Linked DNA regions of Mus musculus: region 2 is linked to region 1. A link is a contact called in public promoter capture Hi-C data. All regions are on one chromosome and are shown on one strand. Each heading gives the region's core, a stretch centred on a gene start, on an enhancer-like site or on the middle of the called end of the contact. The rest is flanking DNA. Distances are from core to core; before and after follow the strand shown. Region 1 holds the start of Bach2os (BTB and CNC homology 2, opposite strand). Region 2 holds the start of Casp8ap2 (caspase 8 associated protein 2).

What was found. Promoter capture Hi-C pulls out the DNA fragments that hold promoters and counts their contacts.
Region 2: a contact with region 1 is called in a promoter capture Hi-C map of embryonic stem cells. The contact joins the promoter of Casp8ap2 here to the promoter of Bach2os in region 1. A contact is called at or near these places in 3 of 39 promoter capture datasets (embryonic stem cells, liver and macrophages), 2 of 115 datasets of contacts at active chromatin or transcription factors (embryonic stem cells and microglia) and 1 of 9 other capture datasets (adipose tissue).

What each region holds. Positions count from the first base shown.
Region 1 is chr4:32,569,932-32,574,120 of GRCm38.p6, forward strand. Bach2os (BTB and CNC homology 2, opposite strand) reads right to left here and starts at 1,731. Exons shown (of 5, transcript NR_026843.1): 1 at 1,653-1,731. The region is part of intron 3 of Bach2 (BTB and CNC homology, basic leucine zipper transcription factor 2); the gene reads left to right.
Region 2 is chr4:32,613,433-32,617,621 of GRCm38.p6, forward strand. Casp8ap2 (caspase 8 associated protein 2) reads left to right here and starts at 2,038. Exons shown (of 11, transcript NM_001122978.2): 1 at 2,038-2,060.

The DNA.
Region 1 (4,189 bases), core at 481-2,980:
TCATGCAGAAGGTTCTCTGCCCTTTGCCATCTCTAGGTCAGGGGTCCCTGGCTACAAACTGCAGGAATTGATTTCACAGACTGCTAAAAAGCTGGGACTCCCACAAAGTCTAACCTTCCTCCGGGCATTGCTGGCGAGCAGTGTAGGTCCCATACTGAAAAATGACCTCTAATCCTGCACTTCCTGTGGGTTCCAGAGGCAGGGAGAGAGTCAGCACTTTGGCAAGACTGGTATGACCAACAGGAACATATTGTGCAAACCGCAGCAGTGGCCAATAGTACCCTCTTTCACATTTGGCCTGCTGACTCAGTGACTATTCCTCTGTCTCCAAGCCTTAACCAAAAACCAAAGCAGTCCACAACTAAAGAGATTCATCGCCTACAAATCTCCCAGGCCTGTCTACCGTGCAGCCTCCCTGCCCAGAGTCCACTGGCCATAACAGCAGGCTATTCGGACAGGTGGGGGCGAGAGTTAGCAGAATGTTTCATTGTGTCATATTGTCTACTCTGTGCTGTCTCTGGGGACCCAGAGAGTAAACACCTCTGATGAGAAGTACCGTCTGGAAGGATATGTTAGGCAGGAGCACTGACTCAAACAGCAAGCTGTACAAGCTTGTGTACGTTGTATTAATCTCCTGGAGGAAAGAGCAGAGGCGTGAGCTTTCTCGCAGCTGGTCGGCTTTCCAAGACGTTGTCACATTACCTAGTTTTCAGCCCTGTGTGGGGTACATGGATGCACACAAAAGCTTGTGAAAATATTCCTCTGGAAAGGCCCAGGGCTGCCCCTCATCTCCAGGAATGCCCGCCCGTTGCCTTGGAAACAGCCGAGGGCTGAGGTTGAGCCTCCGCATCCCTTGAGGAACAAGGCAGGTGCTCCCACCTGCTGGTCAGTGTAAGTTCCTCCTTGCTGTGTGGCTAGCAGATCTACAAACAGAACCCAGCACAAGAGTGAGGGCTCCCTTCCCCCTGAGAGAGAAGAAGATGTATGGCTGACTGTTTTCTTCTCCACTGACCGTCTTTAAAAACGAAGCCCGATTGCAACAATCCCTGATGAAATTCCATGTGTGGTTTGCTTTTGCTCCAAGGACTTTGACACTGCCATTGTTGATTTTCCCTTTCCCCCGCCAACCTTCCATCCTGTCTACCTGGTCTGTGTTTGCTGTCTAGATGGCTTTAAATACAGTAGCGCTCGGTGCGGAAGCCCTTTAGACTTTCCTTGTGATCTGCTCTGTGGCATGTTTTCTTTCTGCAAGTAAGCAAATACAGTCTGGAGCTGAAGTAAGATGGCTCTGCTGTCAGTGGAAATAGAAGTCCCCTGAGCCCCAAGGGTGCACAGCTTTTGTGATGCCCAGGTGCTATGTCTCCAACTGACGACCTGTGTGCTGCTGGGGCACCATCTAGGATCTGAGTGTCTGTTATCCAAAGCTTGGAAAATGGAGATAAACAGTGCACTGTATCATTGGAAGCCTAGGAGAAACAGCCCCACAGGCAAAGGCCTTTCCAACAGCCTGCAAAGGAGCCATTTGTCCTGCCTGCACTCACCACATGGGAGGCATAGTAAGTGCCACATGGAGTAAGTGCACAGCTAGGAAGTAACCCGACAGAATTTTCACCCGGCCCTAGGAAAGGCAAATGATTCTTTAGTGTGCTTACCTTTGTGCATGGTGATCAACTGGGCACAAATACCAGGACTGAGCCTCATGACTATCTGATGCAACCAACAGATAACTCCCAGATTCAGGGCAGACTAGCCATACCCTTGACCTCTTAAAGAACACAGACTCAACACTCCACCCTCTGAATCCTAACAGGAAGTTGCTTTCTTCACCAATAAACCCAGGCCCACATGCTTTCTCCAGTGACTCTTTTTCCTGAGAGATCTGTAAGATTCCTGGGCACGTCCTACACATGTCTAGCAAGCCTTTTGTGGGGACCCATCTGAATTGTGGAACAATACTGGAACAATAAAATGTGCTTTAGATTTTAATTTTTCATCATTGAATTTTTTGTAAATAACTTGTATAGATTACATTAGAAATATTTTATACACTGGGATAAATGACATGTTCTTAAAATGAAACTCACCTGGATTGTTTTGTTTTGTTTTGTTTTTACTTTATTTAATGTGGCCGCTTTCAATTTTTTGGTTTCTTGCAGGGGTGGGGGTGTTGGTTGAGTTTTTCTGAAACAAGCTCTCGGTATTTAACCTTGGCTAGGCTCAAACTCAGAGATCCACCTGCCTCTGCCTCTCAAGTGCTGGGATTAAAGGTGTAACACAACACACCTGACTGACATACACTTGTAAGTTTAGCCTCTCTGACTGGTGTTAGTATTAAAGGTTAGCCTAGCACATGACATTTAGGCTTACATTGCCATCTGCTGGCCAAGCCAAGAAATTGAATATGAGAAAAAAACCTAAGCAACCTGAGCTGGGTCTAATAGCCTGGGCTGGCCTGGAACTCCACAGGCCTCTGAGGGTGGCCTTAATCTTCCTGCCTCCACCTCCTCCCAAGTGCTAAGATTGCTGAGGTCATAACTGTGCAGGAGTTGCAGAAACAGATGTAACTGCAGAAGTTCCCAAACCATCAGCACCGCCTTAGCAAGGAAGGGCAGAGAGAAGCTGTTAAAAGTCACAGACCTGGGGCTGGAGAGATGGCTCAGTGGTTAAGAGCGCCAGCTGCTCTTCCGGAGGTCCTGAGTTCAATTCCCAGCACCCACACAGTGGTTCTCAACCATCTGTAATGGTATCTGAAGTCCTCTTCTGATGTGTCTAAAGACAGTGACAGTGTACTCAAATATATAAAATAAATAAATCATTTTTTAAAAATGTCACCGACCTGAACTCCAAACCCCATGGAGACTGACAAGGCCCTAGAGAGAGAGAGAGCCTGGGCTTGCTCTCAGCTTCTGCATCAGACACAAAGTCAATGTTTTCACACAAAACAATTAGGGTCTTCAGTAGCCCATGCTGGCCTTAAACTCAGTTTGTCAGTTTGTAGCTAAGGATGACCTTGAATTCCTAATTTCCATACCTTCACTTCTTGTGTTTATAGATGAGGACCACTCCCTGCATCAGGTCTCCATAGTTGCCGTTCTTACAAAATAATACATACTAAAATTAAACAACAGAGAAGACACCTCCAGAGTTGTGATATCCTCTCTTCATTGTTGTGGAGTTTTATTTATTTATTTCTATTTTATAGTTGTTTGTGTGTATGTCTGTCTGTACCACGTGTGTGTCTGGGGCCAACAGAGACCAGAAGAGGGTATTGGATTCCCTGAAACTGTAGCCACAGATGATTGTGAGCTGCCATGTATGTTCGTGTGTGTGTGTGTGTGTGTGTGTGTGTGTGTGTGCTGGAAATCAAACCTGGGTCCTCTGGAAGAATAGCAGGTGTTCTTAACTATCGAGCCATCTCTCCCACCCCTGCCATCCTCTCTTTTAAAAATATTTACCTTGACTTGTGAAGGACTTAAAAGTAGGAATCGTGCCTAAACCTTAATGGCTTACAGTAGCAGTGGTCATTCAACAGCTCTCACACGTTCTGTGTGTCAGGAACTGAGCTGGCCCTCATGAGCATTTCTGGCTCAGATCGGGTGTTGGCTGGGGTTACAGTCCTCTGCGGGTCTCAGTGGCTTCAAGAATTCACTTCTGGGCTGGCAAGGTGGTTCCTCGGGTAAAAGGGGCAGCCACTAAGCATGGAAACTGAGTGTCATTCCCAGGGCCTGTCTAGCTAGAGGAGTGAACTGAGTTCAGAATAATTAAATAAAACCTCATAAGCAATGAGCATGCTTCCATTCACAGAACTGGCAGGATAGTGCTGTGAGCTGGAGATGCCAGGTCTGCCCTACTGAGCAGCCAGTGAAACAGGACAAAGTACAAGTCTCAGTGCCCTTCAAGGCTTAACTTCGAGAACACATGACATCGTCCAGCAAGGTGTTTATCAGAAGGAAGGAATATGCATCGTGTCAGAGAAATAACAGAATTACCCTGTAAAAGAAAACGTAATTTTAAAAACCATATCCTGACAAAGTGCCTAGCATAACACTAACCTGAGAAGCGTACCTTGTTTTGCACGAGGACACTGAGGGTCAGAGGGGTGATGTCACCTCTCTCCTGTGTGAGAACTAAAGCCCAGCTCTGACTCCTCCTACCCAGGATGTCACCTTGGGTTCTGTGTGAGTAAAAA
Region 2 (4,189 bases), core at 788-3,287, 44 kb after region 1:
ATTTACAACAGGAATGCCTGCAAGACATATTTGTATGTTCCTTCATTTACTGACCGGGCCAGGGTAGAAACGGCTGTTAGAAATCAAACTAGGCTAGTGGGAGAAACTGTGGCAATTTTGAGAGTAATTAGACATTTTACGCCTTTATCAGAAACAGAATTTAATGGCAATTACCAGACTCAATACAGTTGCTGTTGCCAGGGTACAATGATGTCTGCAAACTATAAAGGGTATACAAAATTAATGCTAAGACCAATTTTTCTGTCAAGCTTCCTTCCATGTTTCTTTGGCTTCTGAGCGACCATACATAGAAACACAAAGAGTACTGAGTACTTCACTGCCTGAAGCATTTGGTCTCTCAGGAATGGGAAGGCGCATCGTGCTTCAGGAGCCATGGACTCTAAACTGAGAAACCTATGCTGCATGACTCTCAAGGCATCTATGCCAGGTCAACGCCATGGGTCCCTGCACATATTGGTGCAATAGTGACGTGCATGCTATAGGAATAACAAACCATTTTCTGTGTGGATTTAAGGTCTGCTCAGTGAGACCATATCTGACACTGCTCAAATGGCCAAGAACCTGAGACTAGATAGTTCATAAGCCTAGAGGTAAAACTACTACTATGATTCTGCAAAGGCCAATAAAATACTCATCACGACATAGCGCTATACCCCTAAATCACTGCATTATTCAAGACTCATCAGAGAAACTTCTTACAGTAGGAAGCAACTAACAATGGGCAGAGAGTGAATCTTTGGAGCACTTAGCCCTAAATGGGACGCCTTCATCAAACCCTTTGCCTCAAGGATCAGGGACCCATTACCCAAAAGGAGGCAGAGAGACTCTCAACAGCCAGAGGTGGCGGATGACTCCAAGAACTGTGTCATCCAAGGAACAGACACAACAGGACTAATAAATATATGAATGCAGAGGCCGATAACCCTCATAAGACCCGTTGGGGTTCAAGCCTGAGGAGGTATTTGCAGTTGAATTCAACCTGCAGAGAAAGGAGACAGCAGTTTTCTTTAGTAGAGTGGCACTGGTCTATCAGCCAGACTTTGGGGAAGGGACAATACCCAGGAGTAGTTGACCAATATAAATTGAATTCCATGTTTTTGTGTCTGAGCTTTTTGTTTCGTTTTGTATTGTCTTGGCTTTGTTTGTTTTTTCTTACTGGTTTCTTTTTTGTTTCTTTTTCCTTTTTTCTTTCTTTTTTTGAGAAAGAGAACATGAAGTTCGGTGGGTAAGGAGGTGGGATCAGAGATGCGTTCGGGTAGGGGAAAAACGATAAAAATAATTTATTGTATATATATATGTATATATATATATATATATATATATTTTTTTTTTTTTTGGTTTGGTTTTTCGTGACAGGGTTTCTCTGTGTAGCACTGGCTGTCCTGGAACTCACTCTGTAGACCAGGCTGGCCTCGAACTCTGAAATCCACCTGCCTCTGCCTCCCAAGTGCTGGGATTAAAGGCGTGCGCCACCACGCCCGGCTTTACATAAAAAAGTTTAATACGGAAAAACAAAAACAAAAACCTTCTTCTATCCCGCTGAATTAGTAATTCTACGCTACGTTCACCATCCAGGATGGCATCTTAAAGGTCAGATCTTAGCGCTGTCTAGCGCGCAGCTGACACAATTTATACACTAAAGACCTCAAGCCTTCTCCACTTGCTCTCAGCCAAAACAGCTAGGAGCCTCCACCTTTACTTTCCCTTTCATTAGCGTCTCCCAGACCCGCCCCACTTCCGCTCTGGTGACGTCTTTTCCGCGGAGAAACCCCGCCCCGTTGTCACTGAGGTCACGGCCCGCCCACTTCCCTTCGGAGCCACAGAAGAGTAAGTACCAGAGTTTGGCGCCAACTGGAATCTTTTTTTCCGCCTTCAATGGCGGGAACTGGCTGTGTGCGCCGAGACGTGCTTTGCGTCTTATCTAATTGGTTGTCGGCGCTCGGTCCCGCCCTGGCGTCCTTACCGTGAGCTGCGATTGGTGGAGACGGCGGAGCGCCTGGCGTCCGGACAGCGGCCGCTGTGCGGGGCTGGCCGGCCGGGTAAGTTCCTGAGGGCCTGTCGCGGGGCTGCTGGGGAGAGGCAGCGGGGTGCCGCCTGGGATGGCTTACGCTCTGGGCGAAGGGTTGTGCCTGGCTGGGCCTCGAGGAGCCAGCTGCCGTCCTCGGGGAGCGCCCCTCGGAGCGTCTCGGGGGGCGCTGGGGCGAGCACCCGGAACATCGCCGGGTCTACAGCGCGCCCCTCCCCTCCCCCACCCGTGTCTCCCAAGTCCCTACTGCCGAGCTCTCGGTGAGTGTGGAGAAGGGGCTGTCCCGAGGGTCGGGCGATCAGTGACAGGGGCAGTTTCCCAAGCTGAAAGCTTGAGAGAAGAAGTTGTTTATGTGCTCTCCGCAGCGCCTCGAACCATCCCTGACATGGGAATGTAGAATTCTCAGGAAGCATTAGTGCTTCAAGGATCCTCTTGGCGGTCTTTTCTCGCCACACCAACACCAAACTTCTCGCTGAAGGCCTTTCTCCTATGAGCTTCAACCCCGCCTTGGAAGGGACTAGGCCACTAGGCAAGACTTCTTGGCTCTGTTACCATACCCCAAATTATTTTTTTTCCATAGTATTTCCTGCCATCTTACGGGATATGTCCAGAGATTTATGTTTTAAGGGGTGTTTTTGATTTTTGACATCTGACTGGAATTTATCCCAGCTCTCCACTTTCTAGCTGTTGGCTGCAGCAGATTTTCTAATTGGCTCTGTTAGGTTCCTCATCTATTTAGACGGGATAAGGAATAATATAGACTTGATAGGAGCTTCAGGATAATTTAAAGGAGTACTTAGCGCACTTATATCAATACTTGACTTGTGTAATGTATGCTGCTTTTCATGCCTGTCTCATCCTCAGAACCTAGAGTGAGATTTGCCTCTTAGCTTTTGCCTGGTTGTTTTCCTTCTACAAATGTATGCTTTTGTGTATTGAAAAATTTGAACTTCATACTGCTTTCAGAAAAGATTAGATGACCCCTTTCTCTATGCATTTGCTTATGAATCTGTTGAAGCTGTTTATCCTTCCAGATAATGGTTATCAACCTGTAAAATTTTTAAAGAACATTTTGGTGCTAGGGACTGGCCTTTTCAAAGCTGTGAGGACTGCACACTACTGAGCAACCTTCCTAGCCCAGCAGCTGTTATTAATCAATCATTAGCTTCTTGGTTTTTAAAACTTGGCCTCTGCATGTTTCAAAGGTGTACCACTCCTCTCAGTAGTAACTCAGATGGGAGATGAGAAGAAGTATAGAAAGATCTCTCTCACTCCTCTACCTTTCATATTCTCTCTCTCTCTTTCTTCTCCTATCTTCCCACCCTGGGAGACTCACTGACTTGTAATTTTTTTTTTAATATACCTGTCACCATGATGCTAATGAGCCCCAAATCATCTTAACTCTCCTTTTCTTTTAAGAAAAATCTGTTAGGGATCCAACTCTATTTCTAACCCAGACCGACATTTTCACCTGATTGTTGTACAAGTGATTCACCGGGTCTTCTTTATTTCTCCATTACCATTAAAAGAATGCCTTCCACCTTATCAGAGGTAGAAATTTCGGAATCATCTTTAACTAATTTGGCATTTCATTAGCTTAACAAATTATTTTATTACTTACTAACTACTAACCGCTATGCCAGACAGTGCTAAGAGCTGATGATGGTGGGGAACAAAACAGATGACCCTTGTCCAACCTGGGCCTGTACTGTCAGCAAGGTGGACGTGTTTTCTCAAATCCCACGGGAATGTAGAGTTGAATTTAAATGTAACTTTAATCACCTGATGTAATTGTCATTTCCGAAGCTTACTGCCTGAGTCCTGAAAGCTTCTAGCTGCTGTACAATCTAATCTAGTCCTGGAGTGTTTTCAGCCTCTGAGACTTATTGCTGAGTAAGCTCATCTTTTCTCATTCTTTCTGACCTGTCTGGCTTGTTCTGTCTTCCTGTGTCTAGCTTGTTCTTTCTCTCGCTCTCTCTCTCTCTCTCTCTCTCTCTCTCTCTGCAACCTGTCTCTGTACACCTGTCCCAGTAAAGCTGCTTTCTCTCCTTTTTTACTTTTTTTCTCTCTGCACTGCTCTTTTAGTAGCTTCCCTTTCCTCTCTACTCTTGTGAGAGTTGAGCATACTCTGTTCTGTCAAAT